Regions from separate parts of the Mus musculus genome. Here region 2 is linked to region 1. A link is a contact called in public promoter capture Hi-C data. All regions are on one chromosome and are shown on one strand. The core of a region is the stretch at or near the end of the contact, and the rest is flanking DNA. Distances in the headings are between cores, read along the strand shown. Region 1 holds the start of Nup85 (nucleoporin 85). Region 2 holds the start of Trim65 (tripartite motif-containing 65).

Region 1 (6,628 bases), core at 2,331-4,830:
GTATTGTGGAGGCCACTGATTCCATGAAACTAGAGTTCCAGACTGGCAAGCTGCCTACTAGAGGCTGGAAATTGATCTTGTGTCCTCTGTAAAAGTAGGAAGAGCCTCTGAGTCGAGTCTCTAGCCATATGTTTGTTTATTGTCAAGTGTGAGTGTATATCAGCCTCACTTACATGTGTGCTCCTTGTTAGTGAGAGAGTATGTATCAAGGGAATAAGACATGGGCCAGGCATGGTGGCACATGCCTTTAATCCCAGCACTTGAGAGGCAGAGGCAGGTGGATTTCTGAGTTGGAGGCCAGCCTGGTCTACAGAGTTTCAGGACAGCCAGGGCTATACAGAGAAACCCTGTCTCCAAAAAAAAAAAAAAAAAAATCAGGGACATGAATAGTGTATGACCCCAATGTCTTCCTCTGGCCTCTGCACTACTATAAATAAATGGCTAACAATACCTGTATACACACATTCACACACTACTGGTTAGCAGACACAAAAACACATATACATCCACACACACATCCACACACATACTCACATCCACACAAACATACCTCCCCCCCCCCGGGGGGGGGGGAGAAATAGAAGTATTTTAGAGTCAGACATAGTAGATCATATCTGACAAAGAAATGTTTTGTAGGCTGAGACAGGAGGACAAGTGTGAATTTGAAGCTTGTCTGGGTTACATAGTGAGGGCTGGGCTAATGACTGTTGTCTTACCATCTTTTGTTACAAATTATGCTACTGGTATCATAGGTACATTTTGTTGAGGAGACAGGGTCTGTGATATAGCCCAGGCTGGCCTTGAACTTATTATCCTTCTGCCTCAGAGATCCAAATGCTGGGATTAGAAACATGAGCTACCAAGCTCAGTTAATCACTACTTTTTTTTTTTTTTTCGAGACAGGGTTTCTCTGTATAGCCCTGGCAACTCACTCTGTAGACCAGGCTGGCCTTGAACTCAGAAATCTGCCTGCCTCTGCCTCCCGAGTGCTGGGATTAAAGGTGTGTGCCACCATGACCGGCTTTAATCACTACTTTTACTTGGGAAAATGTTAAGTTTTTTTCTTTTCTCCTTAAAAAATATTGTTGGCACCATTGCATCAAGATTTTGTTGAAAGGACCCTGATATAACTGTCTCTTGTGAGGCACTGCCGTGGCCTAGCAAACACAGAAGTGGATGATCACAGTCAGCTATTGGATGTCTCACAGGGCCCCCAATGGAGGAGCTAGAGAAAGTACCCAAGGAGCTAAAGGGATCTGCAGCCCTATAGGTGGAGCAAAAATATGAACTAACCAGTACTCCTCAGAGCTTGTGTCTCTAGCTGCATATGTATCAGAAGATGTCCTAGTTGGCCATCATTGGAAAGAGAAGCCCCTTGGTCTTGCAAACTTTATATGCCTCAGTACAGGGGAACGCCAGGGCCAAGAAGTGGGAGTGGGTGTGTGTGGGGGAGGTTTGGGATAGCTTTGGAAATGTAAATGAAGAAAATATCTAATAATAAAAAAAGAATTGTTAAAACAGTAAAAAAAAATTGTTGGTAGGGCTGGAGAGATAGCTTAGTGGTTAAGAGCATTGACTATTCTTTCAGAGAATTGAGTTCTATTCCCAGCAACCACATGGTGGCTCACAACCACCTGTAATTGGACCTGATGCTGTCTTTTGGTATGTCTGAAGATAGTTACAGTGTACTCATATACATAAAATAAAAAAAACATATTTGAGGCTAGAGAGATAGCTCAACACATATGAGTACTGGCTGTTCTTCTAAAGGGCCAGGGTTCAATCATCAGCACTCATATGGCAGCTCACAACTGTCTGTAACTCCAGATCCATGGCTTCTGACATCCTCACACAGACATCATGTAGGAAAAACCAACGGACAGAAAAATAAAAACAAGGGGGCTGGAGAGATGGCTCACCAGTTAGAAGCACTGACTGCTCTTCTAGATGTCCTGAGTTCAATTCCCAGCAACCACATGGTGGCTCATAATAATCTGTAAAGGAATTTGATGCCCTCTTCTGGTGTTCTCAAGACAGTGTACTCACATACCTAAAATAAATAATTTTAATAAATAAATAAATATTGTCACTGGGTGGTGGTAGCACAGGTCTGTAACCCCAGCACTCCAGAGGCAGAGGCAGACAGATCTCTGACTTTGAGGCCAGCTTGGTCTACAGATTAGGTTCAAAGACAGCCAAAGCTACAAAGAGAAACCCTGTCTTGAAAAACTAAGGGCTTGCCGGGTGTGGTGGCACACGCCTTTAAACCCAGCACTAGGGAGGCATAGGGCTATACAGAGAAACCCTGTATCGAAAAACAAACACACACACACACACACACACACACACACACACACAAAACAGAAAAAAAAAAACCCAACCAACAAACAAACAAAAAAATAAAGACAGACAGACTAAGGGCTGGTGAGATGGCTCAGCAGTTAAGAGCACTGACTGCTCTTCCAGAGGTCCTGAGTTCAATTCCCAGCAACCACATGGTGGCTCCCAACCATCTGTAATGGGATTTGATGACCTCTTCTGGTGTGTCTGAAGACAGTGACAGTTTACTCACATACATGCAATCTTTTTTAAAAAGTTAATTATAAAATTTATTTTATTGTATATATACTGGTGTTTTGTGTATGTCTGTGTACTACATGTGTGTGCCTGGTTCCACAGAGGCCAGAAGAGGGCATCAGATTGCCTGGGACTGTTCCACATGTATGTGAGTGCTTTGAATTGATCCAGGTTCCCCGGGAAGAACAGCGTATGCTCTTAACCACTGAGCCAACACTCTAGCTCCCTAAATCACTGATGATTAGGATTTGGATAAAAATTTGACAGAAAGGTTTTCCTTTATTTCCTTAAAGTTTGTGGGAGTTTGGTTTTTGAGTCTGGGTCTCAGTTAGCCCCGATGCGAGCTCAACCTTGCCATGTAGCTAAGGCTGGTTCTGAACTCCCGATTTTTCAGTCTCTACTTCCCAAGTGCTGCATCTTCCGGCTTATGTTACTATGCCCTACTTCCAAGTCATGTATGACCACCAATTTAAGGTAGAAATAGTTCAGAATAATCCTAAAGAAAGAAAAGTTGCCAGTACATAAAAGATTGAAGTCCCGTTGTTTACGGATGTCATGTGTCCGAGACTAATTCCAAAATAAGCGCATTATACTGGTCGGAGTTCGGAAAAGGGACTGAGAATATTCTAATAACAGACCAGGAGGGAGGGATCACAACTACCGCTAAGAGATAAAGTAGGATTACAGAGACGGAGTAGCTCTCCAATCGAAATAGATGCGCCAGCACGCTTCTGCGCATGCGCACACCCTCCCAGCCACCGCCTCTCCCGCCATCTCCGGGGACCTTTCCCTCACCTAGTGTGGGACTGTCTGTGGCGCCGCCTGATCTACTGGGAACATTCCTTGAGGACCCGTGGGCCCTAGAGCCGTTTTCATGATGTGTTGTATAGGTTAGAATAGTGGAACATGTGTGAAAGGCTTCAAGGGGCTGTGTTTGGCTAAGACGAAGGGATCTGTTGCGCTAAGGTCTGCAGGCGCTGCGCAAGCCGCCCTGGAGGGGGTCCTCTTTGGCAGCTGTCTGTGAGCGGGAGGCCTGAGCGCAGAGAAGCGGCCGCGCGGCAGGGTCCCAGCCGCGGGGGGCACGGCGCTATGGAGGAGCTCGACTGCGAGCCCGCAGTAACTGTAAGGGCGATCGGAGTGGAGTGGCTTGGCTTGTTGCACTGTGAGGGTTACGTTTCTTTGGTCATTTCAGGCTGCCTCCCTACATGCGGGACGCACGCTTCTTCCCTGGACACAGTTGCCACCATCCCGAATGTCAGGTTAACTGGGAACTAGGTTATGGCAATAGTGGTCCCTAGGTCCTGTGAATACTGGCCGGCTCGCGGAAACCCCACTGCATCACCCTTGTTTTTATAACCTTTCTGCTTCTCTAGTTTTCCCCCCTTGGGCGTTAGAATGAGATTGGTGTAAGCCCCACATGGTCACTCCAAGGGATGAGTTGGCCTTTCCCTGTCCTGCTGTCCTAGTCCGAGGCTTAATAAATGCATAATTTGTTCTCACGGGAGACAATAGACTAGTTTCTGTCGCGTTGTATTCTATTCCTCTTGCACCTAGAAAATGTTTTTTTAAGTGTGTATATGTCTGAATATGTGCACAGCATCATTGGATACGACCTAGGCTGTTCGCCTGGTGTATGGTGTTCGCAGTTACACTTGGAAGTTGAATGGACAGTTGTAGGGCTAACAGCTCCTGTGCCTCCTTATGTCTTACTAGTGGATTCCAGGTGTGAATTCCAAGAAGAAGCAAATGTGTTTTGACTGGGGCCCCGGCGAGATGCTTCTGTGTGAAACTTCCTTCAACCAAACAGGTAGGCAGTTCTTTTTCACATCTGTCTTGGCACATTGGTTGACTCTCTGAGGCAGGAAACTGGAGTTATTTGGCAATATTTTTATTTTTGAAACTTTGTTTTTTTGCTATTTTGAGACAAGTTGCCCCTATGTAGTCCTAGTGGGCTTGTCTTTGTGCAATCTTTGTGTAGGTTTGAATTCTACATCTTCTTCCCTCGACTTCCAGAGTGCTGGGACTTGAGGTGTGTGGTTCAACACTTGACATTAAGTAATTTTTAAATTTTATAGTCTGTGTATGGGCATTTTGTCTACGTGCATAACTGTGCACCACTCCGTGCTTGGTGCCGCAGAGGCCAAATGAGATCATTGGATTCTAGGAACTAGAACTCTATATTTATGTGAGTTGCCATATGGGGTGTTGGGAGTTGAACTTAGGTCTTCTGGAAGAGCTGCCTGTGTACTTCTTGTTTGGTTTTGGTTTTTTGAGATGGTTTCTCCGTGTAGCCTGGCTGTCCTGGTACTTGGTTTAGACCAAGCTGGCTTTGAACTCAGAAATTACTTGCTCTTTTTTCCTGAGTGTTAGGATTAAAGGCAGGAAATTTCAGCCAGTTGTCTTAGACGCCAAACCATCTCTTCAGCCCCCTTCCTATAATTAACCTTTAGAAACGACCCATATAGCCCAGGTGTGGAGATACGCACCTTTTAATCCCAGCACTCAGGAGACAGAGAGGCAGGTGGTTCTGTGAGTTCACAGCCTGCCTGATCTACAGAATGAGTTTTAGGTCAACCAGGGCTACACAGAGAAATCTTGTCTTGAGAAACCCAACAAAAACAAGCCCAAAGAAGTGAGTTAGACTGCCTCAGCTGAAGGCAAAGTCCTGGGTTCAGGCAACGCTCGCTTGCAACCTTAGATTTTCTACTGTGCAGAAGAGTTGGCGGGGGGAATAGAGAGTCCCCAGCTGCCTGGGATATGTTGCCAGACCCATTCTCAAAAACCAAGGATGTAGGCTATCACTCAGTGGCTCAGTGATAACTTCTTTAGCATGGGCAGTGTCCTTAATTAGATCATCAATATCACCAAAAAAGAAGTCTGTGTTGTGCTGCCTGCTTGTATTGTAATCTCAGCCTACACAGACCAGATGAAGACAAATCTTTTTTTCTTTTGGCGTAAACCTGGTTTGCTTGGCCGACTGTGTGCACTAGTCTTCCCTTGAGTTTTAATCCTCCCGTCTCATTCCCACCGGTGGAGAAAGTGGACATGTGCCCCAGGCTCAGCCGGGCTTTGTAATTAGAGAATTAGAAGTACTGGGATGTTTTTCTCTTTTGGGGAAAATGGTAGATGTTGAGTTACTTTTTTTCCTGTTTTGTTACAGGCAAATCAGAGAAGGTGCCGAGCTGCCCTTTTATCTACATCATACGGAAAGATGTGGATGTTTACTCTCAAATTTTGAGAAAACTCTTCAATGAATCCCATGGAATCTTTGTTGGCCTGCAAAAAATTGAGGAAGAACTGTCGGGGAAGTCCAGGAAAGCTCAGTAAGTGGTGGGTGCTGAGGCTGCAGTGAAGTCGTGAGAGGGAGGCGTCCTTATCCTTGTGAGTGCCGGGGCACCTCGGGGTTCCTGTTCTCCTGTGTATCTTCTTAGGGTGTAGTTGTGCATTGTGTAAATGCTGTTGGAAGACTTACTGGCTTGATATATATGTATCAACTCTTCCTTTTGGATTCCTACTTCATTTGTATGTGTCCCTTGAACACCACCACCGACCAAAATAAAAATAATATAAATATGGTGAAAGGAAGACTCAGACAGAGAAGCCCTTGAATTAGATCTCACTCTTGAAAGAGTTAAAAACGAGGCTGACAGATCTTTAAGAGCTGGTAGTCAGCAGAGTGAGTTCCAGGCCGCCCAGAGCTGCAGAAGCGAGACCCTGTCTTAATATGAAAGAAATACAGGCGTCAGCAGACAAGGCAAATGGAAAAGAAAGACTTGCTTCTCAAGCTTGTGTTTTTGACAAGGAATCAGGATTTGGTTTTTTTGCTTCCTTTTGGGGTGGCGGAGCTCGAGCTGCCTTTGAGTGCCCAGCTGCTGAGCCGTGATACTGGGCCAGCCCTCCAGGCTACGGTTTGTTTTTTTTCTTTCCTATTATTCACTCTTTTTTGTTGTTGTTGTTGTGCTCGTTCCTTGAGCTCAGTAAGTAGATGAGGGTGAAACTGGGTTTCATACACCTGGCATGCACTCTGCTGACTTGTGTAGCCCAGGCTATG
Region 2 (6,628 bases), core at 1,767-4,266, 570 kb after region 1:
AGGGACTTTCGAGGCAGCTCACATCTGTTGTCTGCAGTCCAGGGACCAGATGGTGAGGCCGGACCCGAGCACATGGTAAAGTACCTCAATCCGACTGCGTTGCTCCTGCAGCTCCTGAAGCTGGGTCTCTGCCTGGGCAACCTGCTGCTGGGTAACCAGTACCCTCGCTCTCAGCTGGTCCTGTGGCACCCATCCAGAGGGCAAGCAACAAAAGACGATTAGGATTGGTTATAACCTTCAAGCCACCATCACCAATACAGGAGCTGGGTAGTCTCCTCATGGCCCTGATGGTAACTGCCTTGTAAAATCCCAGAACTAGGTCAGAGTCCCAGGGAGGCCTGGATAGGGTCCTTTCTCTACCTGGAGCAGGATACTATATGAGGAATGTGGAAGTCTTAGGTTGAAGACCCCACTTCTGGTCCCACTCCTGCGTCTTGCAGGTTGAGTGACCTGGGCAGAACTCCTACCTTCTCCAGTCCAAACCTCATCCCTAACTCAGGCACCAAAGGAAAACGGTAACGCTGGCTTACAGAACCGGGGGCAGAAAGGGAGACTGGTCATAGTTGTCTGACCAGTGATCAGTTCAGCTCCTAAGAGCCCAAAGGGAAGACATTATTATCATTTGGTTGAGTTCTGTTTCCCCTGGAGACCAAAATGTGCTGTTATAGGAGCTGGGAACACCATTCAGGTGCTTGGAGTCGATGCTTGACCTGGCTAAGTCTCACTACCTGTTCTTACTCCTCCCAACACCATTTTGAGTTGGGGCCCCTTCTCATTGTTGCTTTGAGACAGGGTCTCACTGTGTAGTCCTGGCTGGCCGGGAACTTTCCACATAGACCAACCTGATCTTGAACTTACAGAGATCCGCCTACTTCTGCCTCTATAGTGATGGAATTAAAGGCATGCATCACCACACCAGCTAACTTATTTTTTTTAATGTATGTGTGTTTGTGTGTGGGTTGTGTTTATGTAAGTGTGGGTCCATGCATACATGCCAAGATGCACATGTGAAGGTCAGAGGGGCAACCTCAGACATCTCAGTCTGTACCCTGTACCTTGAGACAGGGTCTCTTGTTTGCCACTGTGTGTGCCAGCCTCCCTGGCCCTTGAGCACTCTAGGTCTCACATCCTCTCTCCTCTCGAGCACAACTCTGTCCCCCGGAGCATGAGCCACCTGAGCCTCTGTGCTGAGAGCCTCTAACCTCCATACCCAGCTGGGTCTTTCCTACACTTGTCAGGGGCAGCAGTGCCTCAGCCTTACCCCTTGGGGCTTCAGAAGCTGCAGGGCTCACCCTTCAAGTCTCTGCCACTCACCCTTTGACCTCACCCTGGCCCTGTCACCAGCACCAAAATGCCCCAAGCATGTATCCTTAACCCAGCTTTCCTTCCCTCGTTGGTTTCAGCCTGCCTGTGCTAGTCTTCCACAGCCACTCAGCTCCCTCCCTTCCCATCCCTGTCCCTGTCCCTGTCCCCGTCCAGTCACTCCTCCACTCCCTGTCCACGGCCTCTCGGTCCATGCACTACAGTCCTGGTCCTCTCGCTCCATCTCCTCCGTCTCATCCCTGGTAATCTCAGCCTCACTTCTTGGCTGTGATGGCCATGGGCAAGGACATAGGCCACCATGGTACCAATTCCGTGGTCACTTTTGCCTTTAACTAAAACCTCTCAGCAGCCTGGGGCACCTGGAGAACTCTCCCTCCTGTAACTGCTTGTGCCCTGGCCGCCATCTCTACAGCTTTGTCAGGATGTAATCCCCTGCCCAACAAATTTCCACTCCTTCTAGGGATACCATAGCGACTTCTTTCACTTCACTGTCCGCATCTCTTCCCAGCTCTCAGTAGATGTCTGTGCCCCCACCCCTGTCTGTGTACCCCACACACTGCATATCCCAAACCAGCTACTCTCTACCCAACCTCAGCACACAGCAGCCCGGTCTCCCGAAGAAACCCTTGTCCTGCGTCTTACTCTCTCCACTGGGCACCGGGCTCCCACTCACTTCTCATTTCTTTTGTTTTGCAGCTGAGACCTCCTTCCTCTTACCCCTCATCTCTTACCCCCTCCACACCCCAGCTGGGGCTCAGACTCCAGAAAGCAGAAATCTGATGACATCATCACCCTGTCTCAGCTTGGAAAGGCACTGCACATCCCTAGAGGAAGAGTCACGACCACCATGCAGACTGGCCCTGCTGACTCTACATTCACGTTTTGCTGAGACTCTATCTGACCCTTGAGTAGATCCTTCAGTCTCTGAAGGGCAGAAATCACACTTACTGAATGCTGGCCACCTTAGCGAATGGGGCTGCCAGCCCTGACCTAACACTCTGGCTCTACTTTATTCAGAGGACCTGGGGAGAGCTGCGTGCAGCAGTCAGGTGCACGTGCCCTCTGGGTTCATATGGGAACCCGCAGATCCTGCTGCAGCCCCTGGCCCTGGCCACAAGCAGTTTCGGCCCTCGGAGAGGCCCTTCCCGCACCTCGCGCACGCGGCGCTCCACGTCCAGCAGCGCCCGCTCGTGGTGGCTGCAGTCGTGCACCGTGCACGCGCTGCACACGCAGAGGCCCTCCGTGCGACAGAAGAACTCGAGCGGCCTCCCGTGGCGCAGGCAGCGAGCGCTGTGGCTTGTGGCGGAGTCCCGGCGCGGAGTCACGGCGGGCGGCGCCGGCAGAACGGGCAGCGCCTGCAGCAAGGTGCTCATCTTCACGTTGCGGGACAGCTTGGCGCCCTCGGGGAAGGGCTGGCGACATTCCGGACACGACTTTTCGCAGGAACGCCATGAATCCTGGATGCAGTTCCCGCAGAAGCTGTGCCCGCAGGGCAGCGTCACCGGGTCCCGGTAGCGACCTAAGCAGATGGAGCAAGTCACCACGTCCTCCTCCAGCAACTGAGCGGCCATGGCGGAAGCGAGGCCCAGTGCTCAGATCTCTTAAAGGGGCCGAGGCTACCAGTGCGAGCACTACGTTGGGGAAGACAGTCCAGGAAGTCGCGGCAGTGCGCAGCCTGGTGCACTAGAACGTTCCTTGGCAGGGATCCAAGTCACCCTTGCTTGCCCGCCTTCTGACGCACTGGGAGCTGGGGCGCGGCTCCCTCCGGTCCACCCTGACTATTTGTGTTCCTTCCCTAGACTCTTTTTTGGGGGGGAGGAGTGGGTGGGAGGGTTTCGAGACAGGGTTTCTCTGTGTAGCCCTGGCTGTCCTGGAACTCACTTTGTAGACCAGGCTGGCCTCGAACTCAGAAATCCGTCTGTCTCTGCCTCCTGAGTGCTGGGATTAAAGGCCCAGGGCATGGTGTCTGTTCACAGCAGTAAAACCCTAAGACAGGCTACTGTCATCTCCTCTACAGCTGAGCAGAGCAGATGGGAGTTCCAGGGTCCCCAAAGGCAGTATGAATCAGAGATCACTCCTAATGGAGTAGGCAGAACTGATTTGTTTCTAGGCCTCTAGCCTCACAGTGGGGGCTCCAGGCCTTGGTGGGGGCTGAAATATGCTAAGGTAACAAGCAATCTGTTGCTAGGTCTGACAGGGGCAGGACTTTCTCCTCGAGGAGGTTCTGATCCCGGGGCTGTCTTTCACAAAGATCACAGGCTGGGCAAAGGTTCACTTTTCATGTGTACCCCCAGCTACCGGGCTGCTGGGCACCTTCTGCTCACCCACAGAGCACTAAAGCTTCACTAAAAGGGTCTGGGTGCCCGAAAGTGAAGACATATTGGCATCAGGAAAAAAGTATTTTATTCACATAGAATCGAGGCACATCCACAAGCCCCTGGGTGTCCTGGGAGAGGCCAGCATGGGACTGTCTCAGTTGGCTTCAGATGGCTCTCTCCGGAGGTGTGACCTTCCAGCTGCTGCGACAGTTCCCCCTCGGAGATGAATGTACTGAGTCTCTCAGTAGATTCCATAGGTGGGCTCATGACTGTCCCTGTATCGGTCCAGATAGCGTAGGGGCTGCTCGTGGGGGAAGCGCTTCTGTTTGGGGTGGTAAGGGGGTGGCCGTACAAATTCAAACACAGGTTCCCGCATGTCTGCAAGAAAAGTAAGGGGAGAGTGGTGGACTTCTGCTGACCTGGGCCTCCTTCCTTGCCTGTGAGGCTGGAGTTCTGCCAGGGACTTTTTTGGGTTTTTCGAGACAGGGTTTCTCTGTGTATCCCTGGCTGTCCTGGAACTCAGAAATCCGCCTGCCTCTGCCTCCCGAGTGCTGGGATTAAAGGCATGCGCCACCACCGCCCGGCTCACCCTGGCTTTCAAAGGCCATCTCCTGGCATGGCAGGAAAGGTCTTTATCCCCAGGCCTGCCTGACCACTAAGCCCTTACCTAGAAGCTGGTGGAAGGTGTGGGTGACAGAGTCATCCCAGCGGCACTGGAAAAAAGCCAGACCGGCTGGAGTCATGGCTTCCTGGTGTCTCTTGTAGAAATCAAAAGTGCGGAAGGTCCTCTGGGCCAGCTGGTAGCTATGAGGAGATGGGCAGCATGTGAGGGGAGGGAGCAGGCAGGCAATCCTGGGAAACCCCTGGAGTGCACCCAGCACGCGGGACTGCTGCCAAGCGCAAGACCTACACCAAGAGCAGGAAAGAGCAAGAGCCACCATCCCAGAGAGCTGGCTTGAGGCTCAGGGGACAAACAGGGGTGTCGCTTACCAGGGTGAGGGACGGGTGTCCTCTGAGAAGTTGATTGGCTTGTCCTGCTTGAAGAGCAAGAAGGCAAAGCGGTGGAAGCCAGAGCCTCGAGCAGGGAAAGGAGGGAGGTAGGGACATGTCTCCTGTCCTTCAGCCACTCTGTTGCTTGGGATGTTGGTTCTGGTAGGAGGAAAATACCCATTAGTTGCCATGCCAACAAGGTGGCAGGGGAACCCCAATGTTGCGCCCCAGAAGCAGTCACTCCCAGGGCCAGACCCTGAACACTCCTGCATTCGATGACCACAAGCCGACCTCAGGGACATGCTGCAAACAGATTATGGGGCAGTTGTAGTTCAGAAACCTGAGAGGGGTGGGAAATGGCTTGGTGGCTAAGAGAACTGACGACTTTTCAGGGGACTCAAGGTTCCATTGCCAGCACAACCTGCAGGTGGTGCTCACAACCACCTGCAATTCCCAGGGCACAGGCATGCAGGTGGTGCACATGTAAAACGCTTAAACACATGAAATATTTGTCTTATTTTTCGAGACAGGGTTTCTCTGTGTAGCCTTGGCTGTCTTGGAACTCACTCTGAAGACCAGGCTGACTTCAAACTCATAGAGAATTGTCTGCCTGTCTCTTAACTCCCCAGTGCTAGGACTAAAGGCATGTACCATTACCACCTACCTGATATAATAAAATTAAATCTAAAAAAAAATAAGAGACTGGGTTTGGGATCCTCTGCAATTTACTGGCATTTGTTAAAAAACAAAACCCCGTTGTGGCTGGAGGAGCAGCTGGCTCACTCCACATGGTAAGCAGATGTCTGCCCATCATTTAGGTCAGGAAGCCACACCTCCTTTGGGCTGCTTTTCTCTCCATGCTGTAGGGCCTGAAGCTCCAGTAGTTACTGTACCCTCTAACCTGCCACGACCCCCGAGAACCCTGCTAAATATGTTGGTTGCTGTAGTTGAGGGGGTAGGGGGAAGGCAGAAGCCAGCTTCCCAGGTACTAGATTCAGTTACAGGGGGATCACAAAGCTCAGGGCACCCGTGTGTCCTCTGCCCCCTAGCCTGTGCTTGGAGCTGAAGCCAACAAGGACTGCTCAGGGCAGCAACACCCACGGGCCCAGTGTCTGGAGATGCTGGTGCCACCATGAGCTGCTCCTGGTCCTTTTCTCCACTGCCTGTCACAGCATGTGCACGCACGCACGCACGCACGCACTGTTTACCCACAGGTAAAGCGTTCAGCAACACCTCCAGGTTCACAGGACAGAAACTATCCCAGAGCAATGAAGAGGACTGGCCAGGGCTACCTGCACCTTTTTTTTTTTTTTTTTTAAATACACTAGGTCCCATTTGTAATTTCAAACTCGCCTCCAGGGCACTAGGAGTCAAGGCACGCAACACCACACCTGGCTTCTGCCGCTTTCTCCTGTACTTGGGTTAAGTATATTCTTGAATTGAATATTCCCAGGACCTGACATTCCCAGGACCTGCCGGAATCCCCTAGCTGGCTTCCCACGCAGATACTCACAGCAGCCAGTGAACATACTCAGCGTCCGGCTCCAGCAGGTGTCCGTCTGCACAGAAACAGAGATAGCCTTTTAGAGGAACCAGAGCTGAAACACGCCACCCTGCCCAGAGCCACGAGTTCTTGGCTCAGGGGAGGGAGAAGCGGGAGGCCAGAGGCCAGTGACCCCCATACACCTACCCAAGTTGATGAATAGCAGTGTCCACAAGGAATCCTTGTCTGCCTCATAGGTCACCTCTGGGGCCCGGGAAGCCTAACAGGGAGAGATCAAGGCAGTGCTCACCCTCGCCAGGGTGCAGTTTCTCTGTAGAGGGCTGGAGCGTGCAGGGGTCCTGGAGAAAGGAGTGTGCACCCCAGCTCAAACCAGGACCCCTGAGAGCTCCTCACAAGTGACAGGGAGAGAGATGTCTGTAAAGCCTGCCGAGCTGCTGTCCTGAGAGCTGAACTATAAAGGCCATGTGCCAAGAGGCATGGTCAGGGAGGTCAC

What was found. Promoter capture Hi-C pulls out the DNA fragments that hold promoters and counts their contacts.
Region 2: a contact with region 1 is called in a promoter capture Hi-C map of pre-B cells, with 3 times the contacts expected there. The contact joins the promoter of Trim65 here to the promoter of Nup85 in region 1. A contact is called at or near these places in 5 of 39 promoter capture datasets (the C10 cell line, erythroid cells, liver and 1 more) and 1 of 9 other capture datasets (pancreatic islet).

What each region holds. Positions count from the first base shown.
Region 1 is chr11:115,560,864-115,567,491 of GRCm38.p6, forward strand. It overlaps Nup85 (nucleoporin 85), which reads left to right and starts at 3,581. Exons shown (of 19, transcript NM_001002929.4): 1 at 3,581-3,699; 2 at 4,291-4,384; 3 at 5,738-5,900. The coding sequence starts at 3,667.
Region 2 is chr11:116,128,112-116,134,739 of GRCm38.p6, forward strand. Trim65 (tripartite motif-containing 65) reads right to left here and starts at 3,017. Exons shown (of 6, transcript NM_178802.4): 1 at 2,475-3,017; 2 at 85-180. The coding sequence starts at 2,894. Mrpl38 (mitochondrial ribosomal protein L38) reads right to left here. Exons shown (of 9, transcript NM_024177.3): 5 at 6,322-6,394; 6 at 6,145-6,190; 7 at 4,632-4,790; 8 at 4,309-4,445; 9 at 3,706-4,019. The coding sequence ends at 3,883.